2 separate regions of the Hordeum vulgare genome follow, and region 2 is linked to region 1. Evidence: chromatin contacts called from public Hi-C data. All regions are on one chromosome and are shown on one strand. Each heading gives the region's core, a stretch centred on a gene start, on an enhancer-like site or on the middle of the called end of the contact. The rest is flanking DNA. Distances are from core to core; before and after follow the strand shown. Region 1 has its middle 45 kb from the start of LOC123449510. Region 2 has its middle 47 kb from the start of LOC123449510.

Region 1 (4,143 bases), core at 686-3,185:
AAACAAACCGTGCCTCTCGTGAAAAAAAAACGTATTTTTTCGTCAAAACAATTTGATTGTTTTTGTCCAAAAACTAAGAACGACCATTACAAAACCAAAAAAAAAAACAATTCTAAAACGTCGAAAACGTGTGTGAATAATCTCTCCCTAATAATAAAGCAGACAATGTTTCTGTCGTCCGTCGTGGCGGTTTTGCAAAAAAGCCCCCCTGGTTTTTTAAAATCAACTCGCGGTCCTCCGTTAAGTGAAAAAAAACATTTCATTTTCTCAAAAAAAAATGTCCTCCACCGGTCGAGGGATGGGGTGGATCAGGATGGTCTGGTCCCGATCTGGCTGAGGAGGACGCCGGTCCGTCGCCGGCGAGCATCGCGGCGGTGGTCAGAGGTGGAGGCGAGGCCGAGGGGCGCGTGGGAGGCCGGGTCCATGGCGAGCTGGGCCGGATCTGGTGGCGGGCGCAACGCACCATGCGGCAGGGTGGCGAGGCAGGAGGCGGTGGCGCGCGACAGCGCAGGTGCGCGGGGCGGCGAAGTGCGGCGGCGGCACGCGGCAGTGCAGGCCACGGTTGTTGCTGCCGGCTGATCAATGATAGCGCGTGTGCACGGCAGCGCGCACGGCGCCAAGAATCCATCCCTTGCTGGCTCGCTCCCTGCCTCCTTTCGTTCTGATCTTCGCAGTCGACAGGGGCAGCACGCCACATCGATTCAGTTTCACAGCTACAACTTACAAATTCAACCACTAAAGGTGTAATTGATAATTAGATGTACTGATCCTTCTATTTCTAAAATTGGGATCTCTTCGCTCATGCAGCCATGCTGCTGCTTGTTTGAAACAGTCATGCTAATTCGATTTCCCAATTTATCTATCAATGCAGGTGCAGGCATGGGCACAGTTCTATGTTTGCTGTCAATCACGCTGCAGTATAGACGTGCAAGAGTAAGTTTGTTTGATCAGTTGGTGCAAGTTCTTTCCGTAAAAAAGTGTTTCTAACGTATAAAAAACTGAACAATGATGCTTATACAAACTTTACGTAAACCAATGGCTTAACTTTGTTTTTTCATATTTTTTAAAACTGTTTTGCTAATGATTTTTTTTAAGTATATGGATGTTGATATGCAACCTTGAACATTTGGCATGCATGTACTTATAAATTTATTGTTTTTTATGAAGATGTCTAATATGTTTGCAACCAAATTAAAATTTTACTTGGATTACAAATGCAAACACTTATATCAGCAAGACAAAAATAATGCTTTTATGCATATGCTATCATTAATTAATAAAACACACTTTGCTATTTTCATCATAATGCAAATATTTATGGTCATCACCGAGGAGGACACAGACCATGCAACTTGAAACAGCAAGTAAGATCATATCCATGCTTACTTATTATATGTTTATTAATAATATAAGTTCACATGACATAAATTTAAATTGTTTGGAATACCTACACGCAATATTCTTTCATACTTTGATTTCTTGATTTGTTAATTAAGTATGCATCGAGTTGACGTATAATCTCTCTGTAACTAAGCATACTGAACGTACTGAATTTTTTCTCAGAGAGAGGGATCTTAAAATGTGATGGCATTTGAAACTAAAAGACGTGGACTTATTAAGGTCTTGAGTCGTGGTTATTGTATCAAGAGTGCGTGTTATTTTCTCTCCCGTTGCAACGCACGGGCTCTTTTGCTAGTAATAATAAAACGAATTTTCGAAGAAACGCTCAAAACGTGACACGTGGCGGCGGTTGAAAACGCGCCAAATAACAACACGCAAGAGTGCTCTCTCGGAAACTCCGAAAGGAGCGCCTGCTAACTAATGATTCCCGCGAACGAGAGACGATCAGACGCAGAAGGGCGTCATATAGCATCTACCGCCGTAAAGGAGCTCCCTTATGTCTGGAAATCTCTATTAGCCGCTCGTCGCGGCAAATTGTGGCAGCGTCGCACAGCGAGGCACACTAGCGAAGCGACTGGGCCGGACCGTTTGACCAGTTCCCTTGTTCCAGTTTGGAACGTGACTTTCTTCTGATTTTAGCTTTTCTTTTTTCAAGTTTCCTTTTCCTTTTGTTCTCTTCTAATGGTTCTCGCTCGCATGGGCATATGACTGAAAATCCTTTTTCGCTGGGCCTTTTGGACTCGAAATCCAAACAGAGAGAGTCGTTCAAATCCATCTTAGAACGGACAATGAAAAAGGCATTGAGCGGGTGCAATCTTGAGGAGCTAGGTAGGATGGAACAAAGCTTGACCGTTTTTTCACTGAACTACTCGAACTTTTTGTTAGAAAAAGCAGAAGTAGCTCAGTTCGAGAGAGGTTTTCCTTTTTTTTGTTCATGTTTATTTTTATCTTTTTTAAAAAATGGTTTGGAAATTTGAAGTATTGTTCTTAATTCAATACATTTTTCCTGTTTTCAAATTATCTTCACAATTTTGTTAAATGTTTGCTAATTTTAACAAATGTTTGGGAATTTAAAATAAATTGACATTTCTGATTAATTTCTTTGAGTTTCACAGAAAATGTTCAAAATTTTCTTTGCCTTTTGTTTTTGTTCAAAATTGTCACAACTTTTTCGTAAGAAAATGGGAATTTCAATAAATAATTTCTTTTCAAAAAATTTCGCCGATTTCAAAGAATGTTCATGTTTCCAAGTTTAGTTCGAAGATTCAAAAAATGTTATTGTATTTGAAGATTGTTCCTATGTTAAAATTTTGTTTAGGAGCTTCAGTTTTTTTTCAAGTTTTAATAATTGGTTAAATTTTTAAGTAAATATTCGTGTTTCACTGTTTATTCCGAAGTTTTGATAAAAATATAGTTTTTAAAAAATGTTTGTGCTCCAACATTCGGTTTGGAAACAATTTAAACCTTAATCAAGAGTGTATGGTCAGCCTTTCATTCATACCGGCGCCGACAGAATTGATAATGAACACTTCGGTAAAATCAAGATGTGAAACGAAAAAATATCTACAACCACGCATACACTCCGTACCAAAATCTCTCAGAAAAATAGATTTATCATCCTACACCAAGAGGGAGACGTATTAAGAATGACAACATTCAAACGTCTTGCGATGGTATGAACACTAAGGCCACCGTTGACGAGAGTGGGAAAAGATAAAGAGAAACACTGATGGGATGACATGTGTTGAAATAAAGGATATTGACCTATTGAAGTCTCGAGTCATGCTTATTATGTTCGGAAATGTATTTTCTTTTTACCCGTTGAAACGCACGAGCTCATTTGCTAGTTATCCTCAAATTTGTTCAGGAGTTTCACAAGATTTAAATATTTTCCTCTTTTAAAATTTTGTTCAGGAGTTTTGAAAAATGTTCTAGTTTCAATAATTGTTTGGAACTTTAAATAAATGTTCGTGCTTTCAATTTTTGTTCTGGAGTTTCAACTTTTTTTCTAGTTTCTAAAAAATGTTTGCATTCTGAAATATGGTTTGGAATTTTTAAAAATGCTCGCGCTTTGAAAAAATAAATTTGTTTTCAAATTCTGTTCCAGAACTTTAAAACATGCTTGTATTTAAAAAAAATGAATTAAAAAAATGTTCTGTTTTTGAGAAAAAAATCACGTGCTCATTTTTCGCAACGTTTCATAAAATTGCTCAGTATTTCAGTAATTTTCACAAGACATTGAACTTTAATCAGTATTTAGAGAATGTTAACCGTCTATACAAAAATATTGAACTTCGATACGAAAAATGTACAACATTAATGATAGAAAGTTAAATTGAAATATATGTTTGAAAAATGTTAATCATGTACTTGAATTTTTTCCTAATGTATAAAAAAAGTACAAGGTGTGTTCAAAGAAGTACTCATAAAAAAGAAATAATTAAAAAATATTGATCATGCATTTGGAAAAATGATAACATTGTATATAAAATTGATCCAGATGTGTAAGGAATATGTGCAAGGTTTATCAAAATATATATTTTAAAAAGTATTAATAATTTATTTGGATAATCCTTAAATGTATACAAATATCTTTATATGTTGTTTTTGAGAGAATACAAATGTCTTTATGTGTATACCAAAAATGTATATGTGTTTGCGAAATGAAATAGGCGTCAAAACATATATTGGAGAAATTGTTGATAATATATTTCAAAAATCTTACACATGTATTACACATTT
Region 2 (4,143 bases), core at 1,007-3,506, 91 kb before region 1:
CATCAAACGGGAGGGTTTAAGCCTTGCTCTATAATGGTCTACTTACCCAATGAATATCGAGATGGACTGCATGGATGCGGTCAAGTTGATCAATTCGTCCGCCGCTGACAGATAGTCACATACATAGAATGATAGTTCAGGATATTAAGAGGATCTTTGATGAAAGGGATATCTCTATTGCTCATGTAAGTCAAAACCAAACCCTCTGTTAGCCACACCCTTGCTGCTTCCGGCCGATCCAATTTGGTTGCGATCTAGACCTGCAGCCGTTCATCTGCTTTGTAGTAGGAACGAATTCTTCAATAGTTGAGCAATGAAGTCCCTTTTACCCCGTAGAAAAATAAGCTGAGATATGGTCTAAAAAATTTGAGATATGGTCTTCGCGCGCAGGAGCAGCCAAGATTCTGGCGGTGTCGCTACTGTCTGCACGGGAACAAGTAGCGTCTGGTGGTAGGCTCGCCGTCGCCGTGCTAGAAGAGGAGCCTATACAGATGGGCGTATGAGCGCACGAGGACGGACACGGCCGCGACCCCATCTCGAGCCGTGCGAAACTGTCAGGTCTATCCAGTACTACCCAGTCCTCATCAACACACCGAAACGCAAATGCCCAGAGGCCAGAGTGATGGATAGATTCAGGCTCGTAGTAAAGAACTGTGTATCGGCCAGCAGAACGCATGGATGCAGTAATGATAAAGCTAGTGCTGCCGGGTGACCAAGTCAAGTCTTAACCCTAATCGCTGTTGCTGGCGCGCATCGATCCAAATTAGCTCACGGTGAGAGAGGAGGAGACTGGATCCGTGATTACCCGGGAATTAAGGGAGTAGACGCTGCCACCTTTTCCGTCCCGCAGGCATCGCATGCATGCACCGCAGGCAGGGCCACCTGACCGGCACCAGATTCTCAAAACAAAAGGGTTGTTTTCGACTCTTTGCAATGCCATCTCGAAAAAGTGTTCCGTCCCGTTTTATAAATAAAACAACAAAGCACATATAAAAAAGCATACAATTCAACACCGCACGCATCCAAGGCAGATAAAGGGGCTGACGATATAGAATACTCCAAAACGGTGCTTATAGATGCCCAGGAAACTCGCTTAACCTGTTGATTATAGATGAGTAGCACTAGTAATGCACTAGAGTGCGTACAACTAACTAAGCTAAGCTAGCTATGGCTGGAAATGTGGAGAGTGCTAGATAGAGGAGGTGGTAGACATGCGCGCGTGATGATGATGTAATAGTCCGAGTCTCAAGGCAATCGATCGATGCATTTCTCTTTCTCTTTCTCGTGTGTGCCCTACGCAAGCTAAACTAGAAGCTAGCTTGCTGCTTTTTTAACGGGCAAGCTTGCTGATTCCTGCTTGATTGACAGCAATTTTGTATATATCAACAACCGGTCCTAAACTACCATTTTCATCTACGAGTGGGGTGATTCCTGCTTATCCAATCGCAAGCGAACATGTAGCGCGTACGTCGCTACGCGCCGCAAGTGGTTTCGCTTAACCACTACACACTTTCCGTTTTGTTTATCTTGTATAGAGTGTGCAAGTAGCAGTAGTTTACTGAGCTAGGTATCATGGAGCATGAACTGGTTCGTGGATGCATTGTTGGATCCGAGAAGTAATTCCCGGTTCCGATCCCCAACCCATTTGTAAGCCGAGACACCAGATCCAAATCCAAACCGGACCCCAAGAAAATGCATGGGTACACTATTCGTCTGGGAACGGGTCAGGCCTCGATCCCAAACGACACGTATACAGATAGAGAGGGACCATGGTTTCTCATGATAGAAACGTAGCACAGCTTGGATCATGATTACTACGTACTCCCAACGTCTTAAAATTCTTGTCTTAGATTTATCTAGATATAAATGCATCTAGTCATGTTTTACTATATTTATACATTTATTTTTAAACAAACTATAAAAATTATGGGACAGAGGGAGTGTTATTTTTCGAGCGGATTGGCTCGGTCCCAGAGAGAGCTCTGAAATGTAGATCTAACGTTTCTGGATCAGGCTGTTATTGATGACCCCGTGCAAAAGCCGCTGTTAGCGTGGATGCACGGCTCTTTTTTTTTTTTTTTTGCGGGGAGACGCACAGCTCTATCGGCACATGGATAATTTGTCACGCTCACACTGCATGCACACTGTCTTGGCCGCTGGACATTTTTGTACACAAATTTGCTATCCGGTTCCGTGCCTCGGTGGCACGTAGACGCGCACGATTTTAATTTTTAAAATATAAGTGGTCCTCTTTGCGCCAGGCCACCAACCATCTCATTTCGCATTGATCTGCACGGTTGGCCTAGTCCATACTCCAACCATGCAGAGTACTCTTCCTATTTTTAAATATAATTTTTTTTAGAGATTTCATTACGTTCGATACACGAAGTAAAATGAATGAATTTATATTTTAAAATATGTTTATAAATATTCACATGTAATTCATTAATGAAATTTTTAAAAAAACTTATATTTAAGAAGGAAGGTAGTACATTCGTGTATACATGTATGCTGTGGTCCTGTAGTACTGCTCGGTCGATCGATGGCATATACGGAGCAGCAATGAAATCGCTGCCAAGTTTGTACAGGAATGCGCCTCCAGATCGAGGGGGCTTGGCACAGGGACGCTGCCACGCCAGGGGAGGACTAGTTCTGGCGATCGTTTACCATGTCTACTCTGACAAGAAAAACTTGGCCCCATGACGCAGTGGCAATAGAAAAAACGCGTGCAGTTAGTTGGTACAGGAAGAAATTGGGGTTCGTGGATAGGGATATCGTAGAAAACAATACTATGTGCGTCGAGAAGGGTATAATATTGTTTCTGGAATAAGCGTACCATCACTGACTGTCACCGTTCCATAAACAAAAACACCGTCATGTACCACTCAATCAGAAGCTGATGGGAGACCTTGTCCAAAGAATGGGACACGTTAGAAAGGGAATATATACATTTAGATTAGGCCAAATGGAGCGGAGGGGGAGGGCCATGGCTTTTCTATCCAGAGTTTTAATCGCGACGGGGTTAGAAGGACTTCAGCAGCACACAGCAGCTAGCTAGTCCGTTTAAGAAATTCAGGAACTTGCAGAATTTAAGAATCACCGGGCTCAGAGCAGCGCAGTATTCTTTTCTCTTGAGCTGTCAGGAATAATGGAAACATCTGATTCTCTGTGGCTGCAACACTACTATAACGGAGATGTAATTGCCATGGGATGGGATGCATAGTTATCCGGTTAATTAGATCAGAGCAAGTCTAGCGTCTTGGCTTTCAAGGAGAGTTTGCTCCGGGATGAACAGAAAAGGTAATAGTAAAATCATTCAAGAAATTATTATCCTTTTGCCGATGTTCTGGTTAGTTTTTTTTAAAACGCGGAGTCCAATTCATTATCCTTCTCACTCACAATGAGTAACAAGCATAGGCACACTTGTTGGCGAACAGGACCGACCGTCGACATCAGAAGGACAAACTGCGCCTCAGCTCCGAACGCCATCATCATCGTCGCTACACAAGTCGCAACGCCAACTGTCATGGGAATTATCCTCACAATAGTACCTAGGGGTACGAACGAAGGAGCGAAGTCTAATTAGGCGCAACGGATGCACTCGGATGTACGAGTTCAGGCCCCACTCGGAAGTGGTAACATCCCTACGTCTCGAGCCCTGAGGCTGATGTTTTCTTATGGGGTAGGTAAGATTACAAGGTGATGAACCCTTGAGCTCGAGCCCGGGAGTGGCTTATATAGTACATGTCATGACAGACCGAGCTTCATTACAAGGTGAGATGATGCTAATAAATAGGAAAGTTACTAGAAACGACAGCTATAACTCTCGGCGTTACTCGTAACATGGGTCTTCAGTGCACTTCATGTGATGGATTAAGTCCTTAGCCGTTGCAGCCTTTTCGGTGCCTTCACCTTGCTGTGGTCCGAGTGCGAGGATGCATCCGACTGATACAAGGTGATCCGAGTGACTCCACGCACGCCGAGTGACGATATGTTGTATCGAGTGAGGTCGATACTACACCGGTGACTTTAAGGACACTGATGTCTGTAAGGGGTCCTAGGTGGGCCTAGGGAAGCAGGTCCGTAGGCCTACCCGTAATGTACAACCCCATCAGTAGCCCCCGAATCGGTTGAGGTTTTGGA

Evidence for each region. A called contact is a pair of places that touch in the nucleus more often than the background predicts.
Region 2: a contact with region 1 is called in a Hi-C map of leaf, with 5 times the contacts expected there. The contact joins two enhancer-like sites. A contact is called at or near these places in 6 of 6 Hi-C or Micro-C datasets (leaf, seedling and an unstated tissue).

Annotation. Positions count from the first base shown.
Region 1 is chr4H:559,882,078-559,886,220 of MorexV3_pseudomolecules_assembly, reverse strand. It overlaps the pseudogene LOC123447034. Among protein-coding and RNA genes, the nearest start is that of LOC123449510, 45 kb to the left of the region's middle. Within about 2 kb of position 1,935, at least 2 of the 3 cell types and tissues checked have open chromatin away from gene starts, as enhancers often do. A contact at or near this core is called in leaf, where this site is marked.
Region 2 is chr4H:559,973,539-559,977,681 of MorexV3_pseudomolecules_assembly, reverse strand. No RefSeq gene overlaps it. Among protein-coding and RNA genes, the nearest start is that of LOC123449510, 47 kb to the right of the region's middle. Within about 2 kb of position 2,256, at least 3 of the 3 cell types and tissues checked have open chromatin away from gene starts, as enhancers often do. A contact at or near this core is called in leaf, where this site is marked.